Linked DNA regions of Mus musculus: regions 1, 2 and 4 are each linked to region 3. The links are chromatin contacts, called in public HiChIP or PLAC-seq and promoter capture Hi-C maps. All regions are on one chromosome and are shown on one strand. The core of a region is the stretch at or near the end of the contact, and the rest is flanking DNA. Distances in the headings are between cores, read along the strand shown. Region 1 overlaps Tceanc2 (transcription elongation factor A (SII) N-terminal and central domain containing 2). Region 2 holds the start of Cyb5rl (cytochrome b5 reductase-like). Region 3 holds the start of Ttc4 (tetratricopeptide repeat domain 4). Region 4 overlaps Cyb5rl (cytochrome b5 reductase-like).

What was found. Promoter capture Hi-C pulls out the DNA fragments that hold promoters and counts their contacts. HiChIP or PLAC-seq counts read pairs in DNA pulled down with a chosen protein or histone mark.
Region 1: a contact with region 3 is called in an H3K4me3 HiChIP or PLAC-seq map of bone marrow-derived macrophages, with 3 times the contacts expected there. The contact joins the enhancer-like site here to the promoter of Ttc4 in region 3. A contact is called at or near these places in 8 of 39 promoter capture datasets (the 3T3-L1 cell line, the C10 cell line, cranial neural crest and 4 more), 4 of 115 datasets of contacts at active chromatin or transcription factors (astrocytes, bone marrow-derived macrophages, embryonic basal ganglia and 1 more) and 2 of 9 other capture datasets (embryonic stem cells and macrophages).
Region 2: a promoter capture Hi-C map of erythroid cells shows a contact between it and region 3, with 5 times the contacts expected there. The contact joins the promoter of Cyb5rl here to the promoter of Ttc4 in region 3. A contact is called at or near these places in 16 of 39 promoter capture datasets (the 3T3-L1 cell line, the C10 cell line, the HPC-7 cell line and 10 more), 1 of 115 datasets of contacts at active chromatin or transcription factors (bone marrow-derived macrophages) and 3 of 9 other capture datasets (adipose tissue, liver and pancreatic islet).
Region 4: a contact with region 3 is called in a promoter capture Hi-C map of cranial neural crest. The contact joins the enhancer-like site here to the promoter of Ttc4 in region 3. A contact is called at or near these places in 9 of 39 promoter capture datasets (the 3T3-L1 cell line, cranial neural crest, embryonic stem cells and 4 more) and 3 of 9 other capture datasets (embryonic stem cells, liver and pancreatic islet).

Annotation. Positions count from the first base shown.
Region 1 is chr4:107,139,005-107,145,091 of GRCm38.p6, forward strand. It overlaps Tceanc2 (transcription elongation factor A (SII) N-terminal and central domain containing 2), which reads right to left. Exons shown (of 5, transcript NM_025617.2): 5 at 1-795. The coding sequence ends at 607. Among named protein-coding and RNA genes, the nearest start is that of Tceanc2, 36 kb to the right of the region's middle. Within about 2 kb of position 1,362, at least 44 of the 459 cell types and tissues checked have an H3K27ac peak or open chromatin away from gene starts, as enhancers often do. A contact at or near this core is called in bone marrow-derived macrophages, where this site is marked.
Region 2 is chr4:107,063,233-107,068,864 of GRCm38.p6, forward strand. Cyb5rl (cytochrome b5 reductase-like) reads left to right here and starts at 3,762. Exons shown (of 7, transcript NM_001346552.2): 1 at 3,762-3,813; 2 at 5,380-5,591. The coding sequence starts at 5,391. Mrpl37 (mitochondrial ribosomal protein L37) reads right to left here and starts at 3,634. Exons shown (of 7, transcript NM_025500.2): 1 at 3,218-3,634; 2 at 1,355-1,538; 3 at 1,153-1,268. The coding sequence starts at 3,563.
Region 3 is chr4:106,677,521-106,683,164 of GRCm38.p6, forward strand. It overlaps Ttc4 (tetratricopeptide repeat domain 4), which reads right to left and starts at 1,424. Exons shown (of 10, transcript NM_028209.2): 1 at 1,233-1,424; 2 at 665-782. The coding sequence starts at 1,343. Mroh7 (maestro heat-like repeat family member 7) reads right to left here. Exons shown (of 24, transcript NM_001126487.1): 23 at 4,340-4,402; 24 at 2,897-3,362. The coding sequence ends at 3,118.
Region 4 is chr4:107,082,041-107,087,792 of GRCm38.p6, forward strand. It overlaps Cyb5rl (cytochrome b5 reductase-like), which reads left to right. Exons shown (of 7, transcript NM_001346552.2): 7 at 2,087-5,752. The coding sequence ends at 2,290. Among named protein-coding and RNA genes, the nearest start is that of Cdcp2, 12 kb to the right of the region's middle. Within about 2 kb of position 2,516, at least 94 of the 459 cell types and tissues checked have an H3K27ac peak or open chromatin away from gene starts, as enhancers often do. A contact at or near this core is called in hippocampal neurons and pancreatic islet, where this site is marked.

The DNA of each region.
Region 1 (6,087 bases), core at 112-2,611, 460 kb after region 3:
CCCGAGGTGCAGGGAGGCTTCAGGCCAGCTCCTCATTAGAGGCCTCAGCATGGGGGCTCAGGAGCCCCTCCCCGAAGGTCTTCCAGGGAGAGCTGAAAGGCTCAGATAAGTGAGCGGTGGCAAGCAGGGCTGGTCGCAGGCTCCAGTGGGCTCACCCCTGGGGTAGAGCAAAGAGAGCAGACGGGAGTTCTGAGAGGCTTCGGAGCTGTCTAAACTCAGGGGGCTGGAACCGCGTGAGGAGCAGCGGTAATTGAGTTTCAGTTACCTGCAGGGTGGCGAAATAAAGTGGTAACTTCATCTGCTGACATGGGGGAGTTTAGAGGTGTCCTTGGCAAGCTCACAGTGAAACCTGTCACCCTTCCATTGTGCTGGGTGATGGTGACTGGATGGCACTTCCCAGTGACAGCCCCGTTCATCCCGTCAGGCAGCGCCAGCGCAAGGCAGCTAATGAAGCCGCCCCCACAGGCCTATCTCCCAGGGCTCCCCACGTTCTGTCTGAAGGAATGGCACCATGGGAATATCCAGCACAGCCAACATCCGCATCACCCAAACTCAAAAGAGGCTTTGAATGGTGGCGCGAGGCCCGGTGCTGGGCCCGTCCCCGGGTCACTTTTTGTGGGTCTGTACAAACGTGCCGACCGGCAGCGCTCCGCTCTTCACCTGCTCCCGGATCTCAGCTCGGTGCTTTAATGTGAAGACCAGAGCGCGTACCGTCCTCCGGTAGGGCCCGTTAATGAGCCGGGAGCAGAGATGAAACGTTTCCCGCTCAATATTTTCAACCAGTAGGTGATCCATCTGAAAAACAGCAAAATTATCAAATTAGGGCCTTGCGTTGCATAAGGATTAAAGCAAGAGAGGCTGGCGCTCTCTGCTCTGGGGCTTCCATTAATCAACTGAAATTCAAGGACATCTACTTCCTGTCACAAGAGAAACAGGAAGAGCAAATTAATTCCACCCTGGCAATTAAGGAACAAGGCCATGTGCTTTGTGACAGGGACCTCATTCACAGCCCCTGCCGGGTGGTAATATTTGCCATTATAACAGGAAACCGGCACCAGGCCCTGTGCTTTACCAACCAGGAAGCGGGGGCCCAAGGATAATAAATCAGAGTGACGATGCGTACCTCTTTGTTTTAAACGTGCCTTTTAACTTCATATAACATCTTAGATGTGCTGGTCTGGACCCTGGGATGCTTACAGAGCAGTTTATAAATCATGCTCATGTTTAATATTCGTAACTGATTATCACGTTTTACATCTGAGGAGGAGTTTCACAACTGAAGGGGCAGGGCTGGACACAGCCTGACTCCAGAGTTCAAGCATTCTTCCCTTCAGCAGAGACACTCCTTGGCTGAGTCTGGATGGGGAAGCCAACCGGACAGGGTCTCTAACAGTGCGGGTGATCTGCCCCAGGTCCAGGCCAGGCCGAGGTCATAGACCTAATCAAGGGCAGCCTCTGTGGCTGGTCAGGGACTTCCAACCAAGCCCACTTTTCCAGGCCCACCTCCTAGTAGCCAGGGCTGCCTTTCCCTAGGAATCACTCTGCTGGTTTATGTCAATTTAACACCAGGTAGTCATCTGAAGGAGGGAGCTTTAACTGAAAATGTCTGCGGAAGGTCAGGCTGCAGGCAAGTCCGTATGGCCTGCCTGCCTGCCTGCCTGCCTGCCTGTCTCTCTCCCGCCCTCCCTTCCTCCCTCCCTCCTTTTTTGTTTTTTAAAGAAAGGGTTTCTCTGTGTAGCTCTGGCTGTCCTGGAACTCATTCTGTAGACCAGGCTGGGCTCACACTCAGATCTGCCTTCCTCTGCCTCTGCCTCCCAAATGCTGGGATTAAAGAAAGGCATATGCCACCACACCTGGCTGTAGAGCATTTTCTTATTTTGTGGTAAGGCCTAGTCCACTGTGGGTAGTACCACTCTGGGTTGGTGGTCCTAGGTTCTGTAAGAAAGCAGGGTGAACAAGCCAGGGGAGGCAAGCCAGTAAGCAGCACCCCTCCATGGCCTCTGTGTCTCCTGCCTCTGGGTTCCTGCCCTGCTTGAATTCTTGCCTTGGCTTCCCTAAGTGAACTGTAATTCAGGGTGTTTCATCACAGCAACAGTAATCCTAACCAAGACACTCTGCTATGTTGGTATGTCAAGTTTAAGCAACCCCTACTCCAACACACACACACACACACACACACACACACACACACACACACACACACACAGGGAAAATAAAAAAACCTTAGTGCAAAGACTGAGAGTTCTTTAGGCTGCAACAATGTCCTCAGCGTTCCTTGATCACTGTCACAATACACTGCAGTTCCCCTGGTAAAACATCCTTCCAAATTGGAATCCTATTTACTTATGTACTGACTGGTGCTGGACACTGAACTGGGAACCTTACACGTGCTAGGCACAGGCTCCAGCACTGAGTTGTAGTCACAGCCCAGACCAGTTCATTTCTCTCTCTTCAGCCCTTCTTAGGCACTTAGTGTGGCCACGACACCCGGCTCAGTAAGAGTTTCTATTGCTGTGACAAACACCGAGACCAAAGCAACTTGGACGAGGAAAGCGTTTATTTGGCTTAGGCTTCCACATCATTGCTCATCATCAAAGGAAGTCAGGAACCTGGAGGCAGAAGCTGGTGCAGAGACCATGGAGGAGTGCTGCTTACTGGCTTGCACGCCCGTCTTCCTTCTATCACCCAGGATGAAATCCATTAGTTACCAAATGCTAAGGTTTGCTTAGCTTCATGTGCAAGGAAGCTTTTATAAAAAGGGGGCGTGGTTATCAAAGGAAGAGGGCATGCTTCTGTTTCCACAACAGGTCACAGCCATGCCATGGGAATGAAGTACACACACACACACACACACACACACACACACACGCACATTCAGATAGCTTTGACATTCAGATAGCTGGACCCTCATATATGCACCATTCAGCAGTCACTACTCTCTCAGGTCTGATCTGGGGGATCCAGCGCAAAAGATCCTATTCTCCTCTGGACACTCACAGCATAGAAAGATGGCACGTTCTCAGACATCATGGCGGTAGTGCCTTTGATCCCAGCACTCAGGAGGCAGAGGTAAGCAGATCTCTGAGTTTGAGGCCACCAGCCTGGTCTACACAGTGAGTTCCAAGACAGCCAAGGCTACACAGAGAAACCCCTGTCTAGAAAATACCACCACCACCATCAGAGAGCAAGAGAAGAGAGGCTATGTAACATATATAGATAACGTAGGGCATCATAGATAACCACAGGGCATGAGCGCCAGGCACAGTGGTGTATATCCTAACTCTTAGGAGACCAAGGCAAGACAAGCCAGTTCAAGACTAGCCTGAGCTTTAGAGGAAGATCATGTCAAATATAAGCAAACAAAGCAAAGGGTGGACCTGGGGCAGCATGGCCAGGGCTGTGCTGGAGTGTAACGGACAACAGGCGCACCTAGGAGTTCTCATGCTTCCTGCTAAGTCCAGGGCAGTCGGAGTAAAGACAGAGATGCATACAAAGTGCCACATACAAAGCCCCGCTGTTTAGATAGCTTCCCTGCATGAATGAAAGCTACTTTTGACTGATCCAAACCCGTTCAGTGTTGATTCTGTTCCAGCGGGTCCTAACTTGGTGCTTTAGGTGACAGACGGGTGCTTCTGAGTCTCTTTGGGACCCTGAGAAAGAGGGATCTTTCTGTGAGGTGTATCTGCTGACTGGGTGGGAATGGGAACAAGACCCACCACACCCCCCAACCAAACCTGAGGCAGTTACTGGGTGCAGTCACCAGATCCTGTCTTTGTAACAGAGATCATGGTCTCTGTGCTGGTTGGTTCTTTGTGGGTTTGACACAAGCTGGAGTCATCTAGGACGAGGGAACCTCGGCTGAGGGAACGCCTCCATCAGACTGGGACGTGTGAGCCAAAGAAACCCGTTCCTCTGCAAGCTGCTCTGCACCATGGTGTCTATCACAGCTACAGGAGGCAGACGAGACAGCCTGTCCCACTGGGCTCTGCTTCCTGTCCTGAGCCACGCTCACCACCAACTCTTACTGCTTAGTTCTCTCTCCCCATTCTGCATATTCTCTCACCACAACTTGCACTTCCTTGTAAGACCCCCCAAACCCTAATCCCAGACTAGAAAGGGGATGGCACCTAGCACAGATAACCAGGGGTTGATATGGCCAGGTGTGGTGGTCACCCTCATAACCGCGCCTTCTGTTTCAACACTTGTGCTGTTTTCTTTTTTCTTTTACTTTCTTTTACTTTCTTTTTTTGTTTGTTTTTTTCGAGACAGGGTTTCTCTGTATAGCCCTGGCTGTCCTGGAACTGTATAGACCAGGCTGGCCTTAAACTCAGAAATTCACCTGCCTCTGCCTCCCAAGTGCACCACCACGGCCTGGCTTGTGCTGTTTTCTTAGTTTTCTTAGGATGGAGAAGCTGACTTGCTGCTGTTATCTACTGGTGCCTGTAGGCGGACCGTGTATTACTCAGTTGTCTAATTCTGGACCAACTGGCCAGAGCTGGGGGAACACAGCGAGCTGTGTCTCAGAGGAGTGGGCTTGGTAAGACATGGCTCCACACTCAATCACCATGTCTGTGAACTCTCTTGACCTTACCTCTGTGCGAAGACTCCACAAGCTGCTCTAACTGTGTGTTTATTCCCCAGCAGACAGTGAGCACCTCTGGGCTGACCTCGTACACAAGACTCACTTCCTAGTTTTCTGTGCCCAGCGCAGATGTAGGTGCATAGTACGTGCTTGACAAATACCTGTTGAGTGAATATTGTTTCTCCCCGTTCACACTTCCCCTTTCTCATAGCAGATAAAATGTAAATTAGAGTTCCATTTTGTTTTCTAGTTCATAAAATCCTACTCCTCTTATAACAGCGGGCTCACCTGACATCTTTTTCATGAAACCTCGAGTTCCCAGATCATACTGTTGTGTGTGCACACCAACTGCTCCCAAGGGTCACTCTTTCTGCAAGCCTTATAGTTCTATTTGTCACTCACAAGCTCTAAGCCAGGGGAGGGGAGCTTTTTAGAACAGGGAGGCAATTCTTCAGGCTTGTATGATCCCCTGGCACCTAGCAGATCCCATATCTGTTGATCTGTATATTCATCGGAGGCAAACTTTAGTACAACTGGGTTTGTACACACTTCCCTACACTTCTTTTTGACCACTGGGCACATTTGTGAGAGAGCTGGTCAAAGCCAGGGGCACAGTCTGAATCCATGAATCCATTAAACAAAGAAAAAAAAAAAAAAAACGCCAACAGTCCTGTGTGAGAATATACCCCTGAGCTGGACCTCATTAGCACCATCTGCGACCAACTGGGCCACCAACCAGTGTCTCAACTCTTAATGATATGGCTCCCTTTAGAATCAGGTTCATTTTTTAAAATAACATAATAGGAAAATGATCCCAGGCCGTGTGTGAGGTAGGAAGGAGAGTGGATAATGAGGAAAGGGACGTAAGAGAATGAGTCGCCAGGGGATGCTCATGTGAGGAGAGATCTAAAGGACTGGGGAGAACAAAGGCCCTGGAAGGGAAGGGGAAAGGGAACGGGCTGGCTTCAGCAACAGCATCGTATTCGTCTGGTCCATTATTCCAGGAACAAGGAAGGAATCCATGAACATGGAAAGCAAGGTCTGCAGCGTGATAAAGAGTGAACCTTCGGGGGGGGCGCATTCTTCACACATGACTTCCACAGTTCAAGCATGCGCCGAAACAGAAACACGGGAGATTTGGGATTTGCAAAAACACATGCTAGGATAAATGGAAAAAGTTTCGGTTGCTGGGCTGGCAACTTAGGTTTACTACTGTGTGATGAAGCGCGTTTACAGAGCCCTGCTGTCTGATGCAGGCAACCAACACTGGTGACTGTCAGAGACGAGGGTCAGGTGGGTTGACCTGACCGCAGTACAGAAATGACAGGCGTGAAGGTTAACTTATGTAATTATGTAAAAGGATTTGTGTCAATCTTTTGGACATACCAAACTAAAAACTACCATCAAGGCTGTTTACGCAAGGTAGACAGGGTGTTTGTTTTTCTTTTTTGAGCCAGGAAGAAGCATACTTTTTTTGAGTAAGTTACATACTTCAAATTTTTGAA
Region 2 (5,632 bases), core at 2,512-5,011, 390 kb after region 3:
TTAGGGCTGTTGTAAGATTAGAAAATGGTTTGGTCGATGGCATGTCATTTAATTAGCATGCAGTCTCCCAAGATATGTAAAAAAAATGAATGTTACATCTGCAGACAGATAAATTCTGCAGTAATTGCACCTCAAGATTAGTTTCCTAAGGCACTTCCTGTTTCCTTACACAAATGCCTGGACCTCTCCTAACCTTGGGTTTTAGATTCTCCCCACAGATCACTGTAGTGTGGTTTCTAATTCAATTCCCTCCACATCTCTCCTCCAGTGACAGTGCAAAATGGGGCAGTTTAATTAGAGGTAATACTTGACAATGGGCCAACAAGTACTCTCCATTAATGAGGTGCACTAATTTCCTTAGCGGTGCCATTACCTCTGCCAGGCTGACTGCTTGCCAGAAGTCCATATGCAGAGGGGGAGATGAGAAAACCGACTAAACTGATATCCCAAGTCCCACATATTCCACCGCGGGGTTCCCTGCTCCCTAATTCTATCAGTTAGACTCCTGGACTGACACTGCTGTCTGAAACGCCAGCAGGCACTGCCAAGCACACAGCATGTGCAGATAGGAAAGCTAGATACCAAAAAGCTCTACGGGACAAACTTAGTGATCTGGGGAGGGGGTTGGCAGAACAGGTGACACAGCTAGGGCTAGGTGGAGGCCACAGCACAGAGGGCCTGTTGTCCCATGACAAGTGACAGTGCTGGGTGATTTGCTCTGTGCATACGTGGCCCTGGAGGGTGCAGGAGTAGGAAAGGGAAGCAAAGCTACAGATTTGGTGAGGGAGAGACCAGTGTGCCCCACCATGTCCCCGGCTGTGGCATTTACACACTCCCGCATGCTCTGGGGACTCAACAGACACAGTCAGCCATCACTGGTGGAATAAAGTCTTAGAAGCAGGTAAAAACAGAAACGAGAAAGTTGGGCCTGGTGGTGCAGACTGGAGGATCACAAGTCTGAGGCCAGCCTGTGCTATGCAGTGAAGGGTATTTCTGAAGGAAGGGTGCTTCTGAACCCAAAGAGCATGTAGCAGGATGAGAGGGATGGGACCTGGTGGTGGGGCTGACAGTAAGAGAGATTAAGACACACAAATAAAAAAGCAACAACAACAAAAAGCCCAGCAAGGCCTTCTGGTATATAGGGTGACCTACCGCGGTTCCAGGTGGTGGCTAAGGTGCAGTTTTGGGCAGAGGTCCGCCTGGCTAGAGAAGGGTGCTTGAGAATCTGGGATTTACACAGCTGTATGAGGCTGTCCACAATGAGTGGGCTTGGAGGAAAGAAGAGATATTTGGAGACTTAAAGCAACATATAACTCCCAACACTCCTCAGTTATCTTATCTGGAGGAAACTTACCAGTAAGTCTCTCTCTTGGGGATGTCCTCAGTGGAGTGCCAAAGCCGGGCATGGGAGATGATATCCAAAACACGCTGTTCTTGGTTCTCTATGTGATTAGCTGGATCATCAACAAGACTAAGCACTTTCTTGGGGAGGCCTTCTATTAACTTGGTCTTAGTAAGCCAGAGAGCCTGCTTCATCCCTGTGGGACAACCAAAAGAAGAGAGAGAGAGAGAGAGGAGAGGGGAGGGGAGGGCTCAGGAAGAGATGTTTATGCCTGTCAGGGAGCACCAGAGAAAAGGCTGCCTCAAGGGACTCTGGTTTTGTTTTTGAGATATCTGAAAACCGAAACTTCCAGGTGGTAAGAGCAGAATACGGGGAATGAGTGCTTAAAAACAGGAGGAGTTCAAACCATGCTCAAGACAGCTGAGTTCCCTGCTGACTCCCCACAGAGAAATCAAAGCTGTGAGACTAGTTCAGTGGATACCAGCCCTTCAAATAAAATCCCAGCTCTGTGATGTTTTTCTGCTAGCAATCTCAAGCCATGTTTTATGGCTCTCTAGCACCTAACAAAATATAAAGTATTTAGAGCTGCCATTTACTGAATGTCACCTCCTGTGCCATGAACTTACCTACAAGTTAGATGGGATTCTGACATGAAGGGGGAAACTTGGACAGACTGAGTTTGCTTCAAGTTGCCTATCTTTAAGGTAATACAGGTAAGAGGAGAACCTGAGACTGTCTACCATAAAGTCCACAGTCTCTCTATAACCCCAGTCTGCTTCTCAGGGCCATATCTCACAAGGGTTTATTGGGATTTTATAAGACCTCTCTGTACATTGAGAAAGTGTAGGATAGAAAATACATTTTCAGACTGGTTCAATGAATGCAATCTTAACTTCTGATCTTTTTTCCTAAAGCACGGTTTCTCTGTGTAGCCCTGGCTATCCTGGAACTCACTCAGTAGACCAGGCTGACTTGAACTCACAGAGATCTTCCTGCTTCTGCCTCCTGAGGGCTGGGATTAAAGGCATGCACCACCATCTCCAGGTGCAATCCTAACTTCTGAAACACATCCATCCACTAGGCATTCGTTGTCAGGGTAATGCAAAGGGGTCGTGTCTGTGAGATCCTTCACAGCACCTCCTGAGTTCACAGAAAATGGTTAATGGCCAAAAATATCAGCTTGCAGGCATAGAAGTGGGCCTTTTAGGAGGCTGGCCTATGGCTATCGATTTTTCCAAACTTATGACTGATTCTCTTAATTTGGCTCCAAACCTTGTTGGGTCTCTGTATTTCCTAGTTATCCTTTGGAATCTCTGCTCCCACAGACTTCAGTTGTTTTTGGTTTTAGGATCTTCCCTATCCTCATCCTGATCCTGAGAGGGTTCAACTCTGGAAAACAGTTCCTGACACTCCTCTTAAGAAACAGAATGACTTTGAGACATTGATGTATCTCCCCCGCCTCCCCACAGGGTTTCTCTGTGTAGCCCTGACTGTCTTCGAACTCATTCACTCTGTAGATTAGGCTGGCCTCCAACTCAGGAAAAGGCTCAAGACATTCTGACCTGTTATTAAGTGGGTAGACTTTTGGGTGCAAATCCTTTCTTTGAAAACATATCCCAGGCCTATTTTAACAAAAGACACCCCCAGAAAAGGAGCGTTGTAGACCTGCTTTATTATCACCTCTCCACGCATGGAGACAAATCCCCTCCTCTCTGCACACATTCTCCATTGCTCCCTTTCACAAACACCTTGATCTGACAACTCTTGGAAGCCGGGTGTTACTCTATTCTACTTCCAGAGGAAGAAACTTCCCCAGGCTCGGGGTCACTGCTGAGCCTGGGACAGCGTCTCCTCCCGTTTGTCCTGAGACCTCACCCTCCAGGAGTCGGCAACGCTGGTGGAAGATGTAGCAGGGTTCTTCCTTGTACAGAGTCTGTTCGTGGATCGGGGCGGCACGGTGGAAGCGTGGGTCATTCCAGCCGCGCTCCCACGGCGGGAAGATCGGCCTCGCCAGCCACGGGACGAAGTGCTTCTTGCCCTCGTAGGTAATGGGCTCCAGACCGGGGATCTCGTACACCCTGTCCAGGGGGCGAGGCTCGGGCTTCCGCGTGGAGCGCACGCCCCACTCATACGCCCCACGTTTCGGAGTCCCGTAACCTCCGAGGCCGAGCCTTCCAGAGCCAGCGAGTGCCCGCAGAGCGGGCCCGGACGCCAAGGCCATACCGACTCCGTTTCTACAAAACCTCTACCTGGACGCCGCCATCTTTGCCCGTGCAGGGACTGCTGGGAGCCAAAGGGGCGGAGCGCAATGACGGGTTTTTGCGAATGACAGACACTTCACCCAATCACAATTAGAATATGCTTGCTTTGTCCCCGCCCCTCAGGCAGTTCCCATCCTTATTGGTGGAACCTGGAAGGTGCTCTTTGCTTGGGGTTTCTGAAGTGCCACACGTGAAGAAACTTGCTGGTAGGTAGGTGAGCGCGGTGGTGGAGCTCGCGGCCGGCGCGGAGGAGCGTAGGGACCTCAGATCTGTACTTTGCACGCCTTTGACCCTTAGGCATTTAGAACGTGAGAGGGCCCGGTCTCCTCGCTGTAAAATTAGGAGTTAAAATGCCTTAGCGGGTCCGACGCCTCATGAGTTCTGGAACTGCCATCCTTTCCGCCCTTCTCAGCGTTGCCCACACTTTCCTGGCTGCGGCTTCCCAGAGCCTGCGAGTGGCCCGGGTACCTCTTTCTATGCCAGCTTGGCGGCCGACTGCTGGCACTGCGGCTCGCCCGGCGCCGAACGCGAGTTACTTTTGCTCTGCTGCTGCTAAGTTTTCCGATTCCCGGAGGCGGGTCCAGTGCACTGGCTTCTGGCAGGCTCGCTGCGGGGGTCAGAGTGAGGACTGTGCTAAGTAAGCATCGGGTGGGCATAGGTTGAGGGACCACCGAGTGAGTACATGAGTGCACGACGTGAACGGTGGCAACACACACATGCTTCCTGTCCCTTAGGTCTTTTCTCTTGTTTGACCACTGTCAGAGTTGCATTGTTTAGTGACCGGCCCGTGAACTCTCCCTGGCTTCTAGAGCAGTTGCGTGACACACACTTTAGGTTAACAAATGAATACATAGTAGAACAAATAAGGTGCTTGGTAATGACAAGGGGAACACTTGAGAAGGTCTCTGAGAGGAGATGACCTTTCAGCCAAGGCCTGAAGAGTAGGGATAAGCATCCAGGGCGAGGCTGCAACAGGGATTGTGCCTCCCAGATGGGAAGGAACTTCATCTTTAAAATTGTGCATGAAGTGGCCACCTTGTCTACCAGTTTCCAAAACGACTGAGACAATAGGACTATTTAACCCCCATGAATGCAAAAGAGGCAGAGGACAATATGACTAACACTCAGACTACCCAGCAGTTTACAGTTAAAGCATTTTCATTTGTCTTAGTACATCTCCTTCCCAAATGCTAAGAGTAATTGCCATAAAGAGAGGCACCATTCACTCAGTTATCTGATGCACAGTACAGATGGAGTGACTGGATGAGTATAACACCGTGCTAGGTCTTAACAAGGACAGGGACCGTGTCCTGTGCCTTCTGCCTTACAACACCAAATCCTGTACCCAGCTCCCGGACTATAGAGGGAACGAACACTCACCAGGCCATGGGAGCTTCCTGTATGCCAGGTGTTTGGCAGAATACAGAAAGAGTGAGACACCAACTTCATTCTCACTGGTGGCCCAGCCTCAGAAACACACCAAAGTCAAAGAGCTCCTGCACAGTAGGAGAGGCCTTCTGAATCCAAATTCCCCGCCTCTGCTTAGATTTACACACACACAAAACCCCAATAGTTATAAGCAGTAAGCATGCCCCCAAATGACAGCAGATCCTCTGGTTAAGCCATCCCTGTCCCTATAGCCTGGTGGGCCTTGGGGAGAGTGTGAGAGAGAGAACAGAGTACAACCCCCACATCTTCTTTCTCCCAGGCGGACAGCAAAGAGAGGCCTGGCTTATTCACTTGTGTCCTCCCCCCTCCCACCCCCTATTGCCCAAGCCCCACTGACAATGGCTGAGACGGAGGAGGAGGAGGATTCTGAGGCTTGGCTGCGGTTGAAGCCTGTGGAGCCCTTGCCCTCCCAGTGCTGCGGCAGTGGCTGCTCGCCCTGTGTTTTTGACCTCTACTACCGAGACCTGGAAAGATGGGAAACAGCCCGAGCCAGAAATGACAGGAGCCTGCTGAGTGGGAAGCAACCACCTGAGAGCCAGGTGAGGAGTCCAGAGTGGCCATATCTATCTGGCCCTGCCCC
Region 3 (5,644 bases), core at 174-2,673:
CTGCCTGCCTGCCTGCCTGCCTGGGGTCAAAGGCATGCATGGCCACCATCCAGCTATAAGTGCTGTTTTAAAAAGGGGAATTAAAGATGGTCTAGAGAAATGGCTAAACAGGTAAAGGCACTGGCCCCTAAGCTTGACAACCTGAGCTTGACCTGAGGAACATGTGAAATGGTAAGAAAGAATCCACCTCACAAGGCTAGCCACTGATCTCTGTAAGTATGTACACACGTATACACACACACAAACAGTTTTACGAAGGGGGGATATAGCTCACTTACCCAGCATATGTGAGATTCTGGGTTCAATTTCCAGATACACATACACACACACACATTTATCTCAGTTTTTGAAGGACTTTAATTTCTATTGAGAAAATTACACTGCTCCTTTTCTTACATTGTGTCATTCACTGAAAAGCAATCCCCCTCCTCTCTCTGGTACTACAGTAGTGGTGGACCTCGTGGCACTCATCACACACCCTTCCTGATTTGTTAGGGCAATCAGGCTTTTCATCCAAGTCAGGCCTCTGGGGCTTGGAACTGTACACATTTACTTAGAAGGCATCCAAAGGAGAATGTGTGGAGTCAACACTGACATGTTAGCCATAATACTTTCGCTCAACTCAACAAGGACACAAAAGAAGTGCTGGGTGACAGTAAGATACCTTCTGGATATCGATCATCATCAAAAATCATCGACTGGAGGCAGGCCAAGTCAGGAAACTCCTCGGGGTCAATTTCTGATGGCGCTTTTTTCATAAATAGGGGAATCTTGTCAAATTCCTAGAATTTAAAAGAACAATTAGCGTTGTCTACTGATTAGATCCAATCCCAGGACACGACATCATAAAGTTTTTTCCTCGCTGAGCATGATATGCAAATCCTAAGGATTGGCTGGAGCTAGACATCCAGTTTCTCAGGTGTTAAATGTGGGATCCTGATTTCCAACGCTCTCCATGGGTGGTAGCAATCACCTTCAACTAGGCGCTGTCGCGTTCCTGACCACCTTCACCATCTCCTTTCAAGTTTACCCTAACCTGGGTGCTGCAGTAAAACAACTAAGGGACCCCTGGTAGTAGAGCCTGGTGGTGGTGTGTGACAGGACTGCCTGCAAAACCCCCGTGGTCTTAAACGCAGTCAACTTATACGCAAAACCTCGAGGCGGACGGTTTCTACCAGTGACCAAGCCTCGAGGACCAAGCTCCTACCCCAGAAGCCCCCGGCGCCGCCCACCTCCTCCCACTGATCCTCGCGGAAGCCGCCGCGGTAAGGCTGGCTCTGAAACTTTTCCAGGAACGCGTCCATGGAAGCGTCCTCTGTAGGCTCAGGCTCAGAACTCTCCATGGCAGCTCGCAACTTCGGCGCTTCAGTCCCGGGACCAAGAAACGCGCCGCTCCTTCCGGCGGCAGGGATGCCCTTCCTTTTGCAGTCCGGGCTGCGCGAGGCTATGCCTCTCGGGTTCCGCCGGCCTGGGGGCGTGGCCTGCCTGGAGGTGTGGCCTGACTCCGCGCTTTCCCTCTCGCCCAGCCCCACCCATCCATTGCAGAGTTTGCCTGGCCTCTAGTCTCCTCGCTTTGGGGCGTGGTTAGGTTAACTCCCTTTTGTATCTAAACTCTTCATCTCCACTCTCCAACCCTGATGCTTTTATGTCTTTTCTATAAATGTTCTCAAAAGATGACTTCGTAGCCAGGCCACATGATATTTGTCTGTAATCCTAGCACTTAGGTTTAATAGGAGAACCATAAGTTCAAGACCAGTCTAGACTATATAGCAAGACCCTATTTCAAACAAAACAAAACTTTTGAGCATACAAATACTTTTTTTTTCTTCACGCAGCACAAGGTTTGAGGTCCCCATACACCCCTACAACCTATAACTACATGTGAAACTCCATGTGGCTTACCCTACAAGGATGGGTGCCCAGCCTGCCTGCTCACCTCATGGATACTACAACAACAGAGGTCTTCACAGATACCCCCATAGGCCCATGGGAAAATTACCCCGAGATGTATGCCCACAGGTAGAATCCTTGGGCTGTGATTATTGACACATTCACCACTACTGACTAGTAACAGGTTCTTGTTCAGTACAGCTGCATTGATCTTTCGCCCCACCAGCCTTGCCCCGGGGTCCCTACATCCCACGAAGAGTTTTCTGAAGTTGACATCTGCTCATATATCTCTCTTCTCAGCACCCCCACCATGCCTCCCCACTGCCCCTACCTCCTCAGCAGTCTCCATGGCCTTAGGACCTGGCCCTTGCATCTCTCCTCTTTTTCCAGGTTCCCTCTCACTGGGACTTTGAAGAGGGTCCCATGTACCTGAGGGTACCTTTGCACCCACAGATGACCAGATGTGGTCATCTTTCCAAACCTCCTTGAGAAGTCTCTTGTCTGGCAAGTCATTCCAGCGGACACACACAACCTCTGGATACCACAGTCCCCATGCTTCCCGCTGAGCTCATCTCTGAAAAATTTCAACCCGGGAACCATTTGGATGTGGGGGCTGTCCTGCCTGTAATGTCCTGTAAGGCATTTAACAGTGTGCCTGACACCCGCTCTTTACCCAACAGCTGTTAGTAACATTGACACTGTCAGGTGGCAACACCAAATATGTCTCTGGATATTTTTGCATTAGTGTTAGGCAAACCGGATGACGAGTCAAGGGTGAGACTCGGCGACCAGGGTTCCCGAATATGCATGACGTCATAGGTGGGAAGTCGCCTCACTCCCTTTCCCCAAGAGCCACCCAAATCATCACCCTTCTGCTCTTATCACCAGGGAAGGGAAAACTGAGATGTCCAGGTGACCCCCTGAGTGGCTTTGGTCAACGCACTTAACTACTCTGAGCCTCAGTCTCCCGTTATATAAAGTGAACAAAACAGACCGCACGCATCTGTAAATGTGAAGTGAATCAGCACAAGGGGGCCATGCTCTTTTCTCAGACTTGTCAGAGTGAGGGCTCCGCAGGGGCTCTACGGGGGCTCCACGGGGGTTCCACGGGGGCTCCAGGGGGGCTCCACGGGGGCTCCACAGGGACTGGGGGAACTCTCGTGAGGAAGCCATCTGGATGGAAAGGTTGACCACATAGCGTTTACAGGGACCTGGCTGGGGCTTATGTCACTGCTTCAGAGACATCTTCCAGGAGGCCAATGCCTGCATGATCCAGGAGCGCCGTTGGTGGGAGGTGGGCAGGTTCTCACAGCTGGGGCTCCAGCGGTGCATACTGGATGGGTCACACACCCATGAATCCCCATACAGCAGTGGCCAAGAGTTCCGCCAGCAAGTGGCCATAATTTGATCCTGGGCCTGGGCAGCGCAGATACACACGGAGGCTTCTGGGTCGTGTCTCAAGATCTCCAGAGCTGGGTTGGAGGAAGAGGAAGCGATTGTTTAGACAGAACTCATCCTTTCTTCCCACCTCCTAGCCTTAGCTTAGACACCCTTCTGCAGCATCTTCCCAAACCTTCAGATTGTCACATCTTTCAAAGCCTGTATGAAAATTCCACCTCGTATAGGAAGCCTTCCTAGATTTCCCCAGCCTACCTCCCATCAGCTGTCTCGGTTGCAAAGTGAAAGTGTGCTCTCTTAAGCATTTAAACCACACACCCTGCACTAAGTGGTTTTGGCCCTTGATTTTGAGCCTCATTTGCTTAATGAAGCTACAAGCTCCCCAGGGTGCTGTGCATTTTGCCTCTGGGTGACATCACCCCCATAGTAGTTAACATTACACTCACTGTAGATAAGCCTTAGCACAGCAGATGTGAGCTGAAGACCCTTGCCCTGACACACAGCAATTCTTTTCCTGTTACCCACTGTGGTTCTCACATCCCCCCCACTCCCTCAGCATCCCCCCACTCCCTCAGCATCCCCCCACTCCCTCAGCATCCCCCTCCCTCAGCATCCCCACTCCCTCAGCATTCCCACTCCCTCAGCATCCCCCTACTCCCTCAGCATCCCCCACTCCTTCAGCATCCCCCCACTCCCTCAGCATCCCCCCACTCCCTCAGCATCCCCCTCCCTCAGCATCCCCACTCCCTCAGCATTCCCACTCCCTCAGCATCCCCCTACTCCCTCAGCATCCCCCACTCCTTCAGCATCCCCCCACTCCCTCAGCATCCCCCCACTCCCTCAGCATCCCCCCACTCCCTCAGCATCCCCCTCCCTCAGCATCCCCCCTCCCTCAGCATCCCCTACTCCCTCAGCATCCCCCCCACTCCCTCAGCATCCACCCACCCCCTCAGCATCCCCCCACTCCCTCAGCATCCCCCCTCCCTCAGCATTCCCCCACTCCCTCAGCATCCCCCCTCCCTCAGCATCCCCCCAACCCAGGATGACTTACTAGCTTTCACTTCATTCAGCCGCTCTTCTGTCATCATGTTCTCCATGCAGGGGACCAGGGACCCTGGATAATCCAAGAGGTGAAGGCACCTTGGTACCTGCTCCTCCCACCCTTGGACCAGATGACCTCAGAGACTCTGCCTGCCGTCTTCCAGCCCCATAAACGAGGGCCTGAAAGGCAGGCTTCATCATGACTCTCAACGGGAGGCCCAGAAAGGTCTTGGTCCAGCAGGCAGGAGTAAGCAAGGAGAGCACAGATCCAGGATGCAGCCGACTGTCAGTGTCACCCTAGCCTGGGCCTTAGCCTCCTTGTCTGTGACATGGAAAAGTCCTGCCTCCCTCCCCAGCTTTCCCAGAGCATCTGAGCTGCCAGCCTTGTGCACATGCCAGGCCCAGCTGCTAGAGACCTCCAGGGTCTGAGACTCCAGGTATGATGCTGCATCAGCCATAGGACACCTTCAGCTCCTGCTGTCCTTATTCTGTGTACCTGCCTCCCATGGCATCTGGGTCTGGGGTATTCTCTGTTCCTCCCACTGGGTCTTAATTCCTCTGTTTTCCTGGGGAATTCCCACTTATCTTTGTATATTCCCTTCAGAAAGTGGCTCTCCACAAAGTCCTCTCTGACCCTGATCCAGGCTGAGCCTAGTGCCTGCCTAGAGTGTCTCAGAGTCTCCGTGAGTTTCCTGTCTATATGCACAGGGTCTGTGTACACTGGGCCTGTAAAAACTAGGTCTGTATACACTGGCCCTTTAACACTGGATCTGTATGCACTGGGTCTACATACGCTGGGTCCGTATACAATGGTTTTTACTTTGCTTTTGGTTTAGGAATCACATATTTACATATGTTGAGGTCTGAGGATTGATCTCAGGGTTTAATGTATGCCAAGCATGTGCTCTGTAACTAAGCGGCATCCCCAGGCCCGACTGTGCATCTATTCTCCACAAGTTGATAAATTTCTTAATTTAGTATCCATTTTGGAAGATGGAGGGGAGGGAAAGTTTCTGAGGATTCTAAATTTATACGCAAAAGTTATGTATACATGCATTTTCTAGACAAAGTGTTTGCAATGTTCTCCTGAGCCTCACAGGATGTCTGTGTCATAAAGGAGAAACTCTACATTGTTCCAGAAGTTGACTGTAGGCAGAAGTGAGCACAGGCCTTGGCATTAGGTGTTAAACATTAATGTTTTTAAAAGTAGTTGGCTTGGAACAAAACTGAAAGTAATCAGCATATGAGGAGCTGCTTCTGACTAGCCCCTTAGTTCGGAGATACACCATGTGTCCTAGGCTTTGCTCCTCTGTCC
Region 4 (5,752 bases), core at 1,266-3,765, 410 kb after region 3:
GGGGAAGAGGGAAGGCCACATGCCCTACAAAAGCCTGGTCCAGGAAGGGAAACAGGGCACAGGCACCCAGCAAACTCCTTGCCCTGGCTGCTGCCTGGCCCTCTTTCCCTCGGTCCTCAACCACATGAGAGATGCCAGGACCACAAATGAAGGTGAGACACTCCCTTGCCCTAGGGGCACGCACCTGTCTACAGGGACAGCTGGTTCTGCTGTGTCTTAGTTGCCTTCTATTGATAATAAAGCCCATGACCAGAAGCAGCTTGAGAAAGAGCAGGATTGCGTCAAGCCTTCGTCTAGTCCATCTGGAATGGAAGTCATGGCAGAAGCTGAAACCTGAAAACAGGAAGCAAAGCAGAGCCCATGAAGGAATGCTTCTCCCAGCTTGTTTGGTTTACTTCCTTGTATAGTCCAGGGCTCTCTGCTCAGGGATGGCACCACCACAGTGAGCCAGACCCTTCCACATCAGTTGCCAATTAAGAAAATGGGTTGGCATGATGGTACACACCTTTAATCCCAGCACTTGAGAGACCAGAGCAGTCAGATCTCTATGAGTTTGAGGTCAGCCTGGTCTACATAGTAAGTTCTAAGTTCTAGGCTAGCCAAAGCTATACAAAAGTGAGACCCTGTCGTGTGTGTGTGTGTGTGTGTGTGTGTGTGTGTGTGAGAGAGAGAGAGAGAGAGAGAGAGAGAGAGAGAGAGAGAGAGAGAGAGTGAGAGAGAGAGAGAGAGAGAGAGAGAGAAAGGGGGGACGGGGAGGGAAGGGGAGAAGGAGAGAGATTGAGTTCAGAGCACTTCAGTCCCCACTACAGTCTCATGAGGTTTGTACTGCTGTCCTGTCTTTCGCAGATGGGGAACCTGAGGTAACAAGGTAACAGCAATAGAGCTGGGTACCAGCTCAGCTGGTCCTGCACAGAGACCATTGTCTTAGTCCATTGGGATAGTACACATGCATGCTGGCCAGCATGTAGGGCAAGTGGGCTCAGGAATGCTGCAAGAAAGAGGTGGCACTTGAGCCTGGACTGGGGCTGGAAAGTTATTTGAAAGTTCACTTCCGGCCCTGCCAGGCTTTGATGATGCTGAAGGTTGGGCAGGGGAATGGGCCGGCTGGCTCAACAGCAGGAGTAAGGGTGACTATGGTAGCTCTACTCCTCCACATGCGCTCAGCACAGCTTGCCCCTTTCCCTTGCCTGAGCCTGGCAGCACTCCCTCTACTTCCTCAGCTGTCCGTCCTCCTGCGCTGCCTTGCTCCTAGCCCTTTGCTGGCACCTACTGTTCTCAGGACTTCCCAAGCCCAGTGGCCTCATGACCTTGACAGCTCCATCTCCTGGCCTTCCCTCCTCAATGCTGGGTCCTGGTGTCACTGGCAAGCTTGCAGGTACAACTGTGCTGTGCTTTTCTTGTGCTAGCCTTTGTTCCTGCTGTCCCCTGCCATGTGTGCTTGTTCCCTCCCTTTCCCAGTGTCTACCCACCCTTCCTGGATCTGCCGATGGGAAGTCCATCCCTGGGTGCTGCTATTGCTCCTGCTGTCACAGCACCTACCTACCTGCCATTGTTTAAGGGCTCTGCCTCACTGAGGAGTCCCCAGACTCGGTGCATCTTGGGGTGCACAATTCCGTAGGGCCAGTGGAACCAAGGGCGTGGGGAGAACTAGGAAGTGGGAAGGAGAGATGGGCCAGTGAGGTCTCCTGGCTCTACCCTTGAGGTTCCACGAGAATGGGAGAGTGTTTGGGGGAGGGTAGGAAGAGCCAGGTCACCAGAGAGTGCTCCTTAACAGCCCTAGGGGACCTGGAAGTCATCCAGATGCCTTGAAGTGAGGCTACAAGGCCTGAAAGCACCTGGGGCACTAGGAGCTCCTTGGCCTTCCCAGGGCTGTGTTCTTCCTCTGGCCAGCAGGACCATGGCTCTCCATAGGCTAGGCCTTCATCTCTTAGCTCAGAGACTCAGAACTCAGCATGATGGTGGCCGTGGAGGTAGGAGCAGCTTTTGGTGAAGGGTTTCTCCCATGTACTGCAGTGGCAGAAAAGAGCTGGCTAGGTGAACGTCTGGAACCCCCAGGAGTCATCGCTGCTCTCTCCTGTCTTCCCAGGAGGTCTCCCCAGAACAGCTTCCCTGGAGCTACCGTGACAAGACCCATTTTGGCCGCCTGGGCCAGGAGCTGGTTGCTGAACTGGTGGCCTGCTGCCGGAGAAAGCCGTTTACCTTAGTCTGTGGCTCACCTGCATTTAATGAGGACATGGCTAGGTGTTTGCTGTCTGCTGGCCTGACTGAGGACTCCTACTTCCTCTTCTAGCCCTGGCCTTGGGCCTTAATCAGGGGTACAGAGAGGAGCCCAGATCAGAGTCAGAAGACATGGAGTCCAGGCCTGGCCCTGCTGCTGACTTACCCAGAGACCTTGGGCAAATGTCATCACCATGGAACTTCCCTTCCTGTCTGCTGCGTCCTGCTGTATGGAGGGAGGCCAGCAGTTGTCAGGGAGTCAGGGAAGACTGCTCCAAGGGAGCCAAGCAAGTGGAGTCCTACTGAGCTCAGGCTGGTGGGGGTTGGGTAGGACAAGGGGTGAGGAGTCTCTTGTCCTCCCAGAGCCCATCAGTGCTGGGAAAATGACTTGGGGAAGCTCAGAGCTCTGGGAGGACCTTAACTTCTGTGCCTCCTGTGGGGTGGACCTGACTTGCTGAAGGCCTGGAGTCTAAGACCTGACCATGTTCTCAGATCAAGGCACTGCCCTGAATCATCTCTGTATCCATGACAAGTCTTTCCTGCCATGATCAGCCTCACGCTCAGTTTCTTTCCTGGCTCAGGAGGCCAGCTCAGAGTCCTTTTCCCACAAAAGAAGAGGAACAGAGGCAAATGCCCCTCCCTCCTGCAGGCAGCCACATAGCCCGTGCCTTCAGCTCTCGGTGCCCTGGCGACGGTTGCTATGGAGATCTAAAGATAGAGCAGGAGTCAGGAGACCTGGGTCCCTCTCCCAGCTCTGCCCACTGAGTGGCTGCTGATCCAGGTCCACCCAGCCCCCACCTCCACCTCCTCTATCCTGAACGGGGCATGCCCTCTCCAGGGAGCTCACTGCCCCTGGGCATCATGTTGACTTAATGAATTCTGCTTTCCACAGCCTGGGCCCCAGTGTGCTGCGCCAGCACAGGCCAGATACAGGCAGTCCCAGACTTCTGATGCTCAGCAGTGGAATGTTAGAAGCTGGGAGCCAGGAGCCTTTAGGATTAGGCATTTATAACTATGGAGTTGCACTCTCCTCACCTCCCCCAACCCCCATAGCAGAGCTCAGATGCCAGAGAACCCTGTCCAGCAGACTCAGTGTACAAATGGGTGAACCAAGGCCCATGAGTGACTCACCCAAGGTGAGTCTGAGACAGCCCTCCCTACAAGCTCCCCATCACCCCCCCCACACACACACACACACACACACACCTGTGGTTGTACACCATGCTTTTCAAACTGTGCTCCACAGGCCACTGGGGAACCTTGCCTGGATGGCAGCAGTAAAGGTGGCTGGAGGGATCCCCAGGTCCCCTTCAATCACAGAGGTCTGTTTTTAACCTCATCTTCATGGGGCATAGAGGAATTTTTGTCAAAATTGCCTTTTCTACCCCACCCTGAAAAATCACAACAAAGAAACCCCTGTTCACTGCATAGCCATGGGGAACAGCTGGGTGATGGGAAGCCTGCATGTTGCACCCCAGGGGCTTGGGACCTCTGTCGGGGTTCTACAGGGCATTCATTAGGTGTGACTTCTCAGAACCAAGTGGGCAAATTAAAGCTGCATGAACATTGGTCAGGACACTTTGTTTTGTCTGGCCCAGGTCCTCAGCCTCGGGGTCGTTGTTCTTTAGAGTCTCAGGCTCAGAACAGTGTGACAAAACTGAGAGCCAGAGCTCCCAAACAGGGTGCATGGGCTCTCCTTGCCCAGCCTGTGACTTGGGGCAAGACACATGTCATCTATCCCGGCCTCTGAGAACTTCACCAGTGTGCCTTGGTGGGTCTTAGTGGCAGTCTTCATGGATGCCCCTGGGGGACTTGAAGCTCAACTGTCCAAGGAAATAGCAGCAACGTGCTAGGCACAGCCTTTCCACTGGAGAGCTCCAGCCAAGGCAAGGATTAGCTAGCATACCTCTGAAAGGGGTGAATATTAGAGAAATGGTGTTCACAGTGCAAGAGAGTGGTGAGCAGGGCTTGAGCCTGTAGGAAAGACAGGGACACTCCCCAACCCCGACCATAGAAGCTTCAAAAGCAATGCTTATACTCATTCCTTACAGGGTCAGGGAGGACCCGCTTAAGGGGAGAAGCCTAGGGCAATTCCCCTAGGCCTCTCTCTGTACCATTTTAGGTATTTGATGCCTAGACAGATTAGGCCACTCAGAGGCAACTGACATCCCCTGTCCTGGGTGGGTTGCCTTCCTCTTCACCTCCCTCAGTGTAGAAGCTGAGCAGCCTGGCTACTAGTGGGATTGGTTATCCTGAATATTGGCAAGGGCACAAATGTGTCTGAAATGCCAGGATGCCAATCTCCTGTCACCTGGGAACTCAAGAGCTCACAAAATAGTGGTTGCTGTGCCTGGCAAGGTATAGGTGAGTGTAAAATAGGACTAATTGGGATTCATGAGGTCGTCCCACTTGGTGGGTGGGCCCTGTCAGCTGGTCAGTTCCTCATGATAATACCTGGCTCTCTGTAGGCTGTTGGGATGGAGTTTCCCCTGAGCACTGCCATTATGTGATAGTGCAATGGCAGGGGGACAGTCAGGACCTGAGCATGACCGGAAGGCCTCAGAAGACCAACAAAGAGCTCACTTCTCTGTGAGCGAGACAAATTAGCACCTCAAGTTATTCAGGTACTGCCCCTCTGTTCAGTCTGGAACCATAGCCCGAGCCTGCGTGGCCTCACCCAGCCACCGTGTTCCCATCACACAGGGTGCTCAGCACCTCCTGGAGGTAGACAACCTGAGGCATAGCAGAACTTCCGAGTGCTTTGCAGGTGGCAGGACTCTTCCACAGCAGGAAGTCATGCCACTGTAGTTACCCCAGATTAGAGACCGAAACAGCCTCTGAGCCACCAAGATCATGTAAGGGGGCACAAGTTCCAACATGCGTTGTTGTAACGGTTACATGACACGTGAGCACACCTGGAGGTCCAGGTAAACACTCTGTACCTGTGTGGTGTGAGACGGCCAAGGCTACAATTAAGAAAAAGCAGAGTGGGAACCATGCAGTTCTCCTTTGTTTGTTCTTCTCTTTGTTTTGTTTCAGTGCTGGGGACTGATTCTAGAGCCTCGAGGATGCTAAGTTAAAGACCATGTGCTCCACCACACCTAGTTCCAGTGGCGATCCCAGTGGGATATCAGTCTGCAGTTAAAACGAGTGGATCGGGTCTCCATGTACCAGCATAGAGTAAACGTTTTAAAAGTCATAATGGAATAAGCTGCACATAGTAAAAGGACAAGTCCAGGGCTAGCAAGATCCCTTTGCAGCTAACAGTGCTTGCCGGCAAGCCAGACAACCTGAGTTTGAACCCTGGAACCCACAGGGTGAAGAGAGAGAGTCAACTCCTACAGATTGTCCTCAGTGTGTACACACACAGACTGATAAAAGCAAGAAGATTTGGGGTTGGGACAATACTTGTACTTGGGAATTATAAAACTCTGAAATAATGTTTTCTATTGAGATAGCTCAGCTGCAAGCACAGAACCTGATGGAGAGATGAAATCCAGGTGTTGGTTCCCTGGTAGCTGCTTTGTTATTTTCT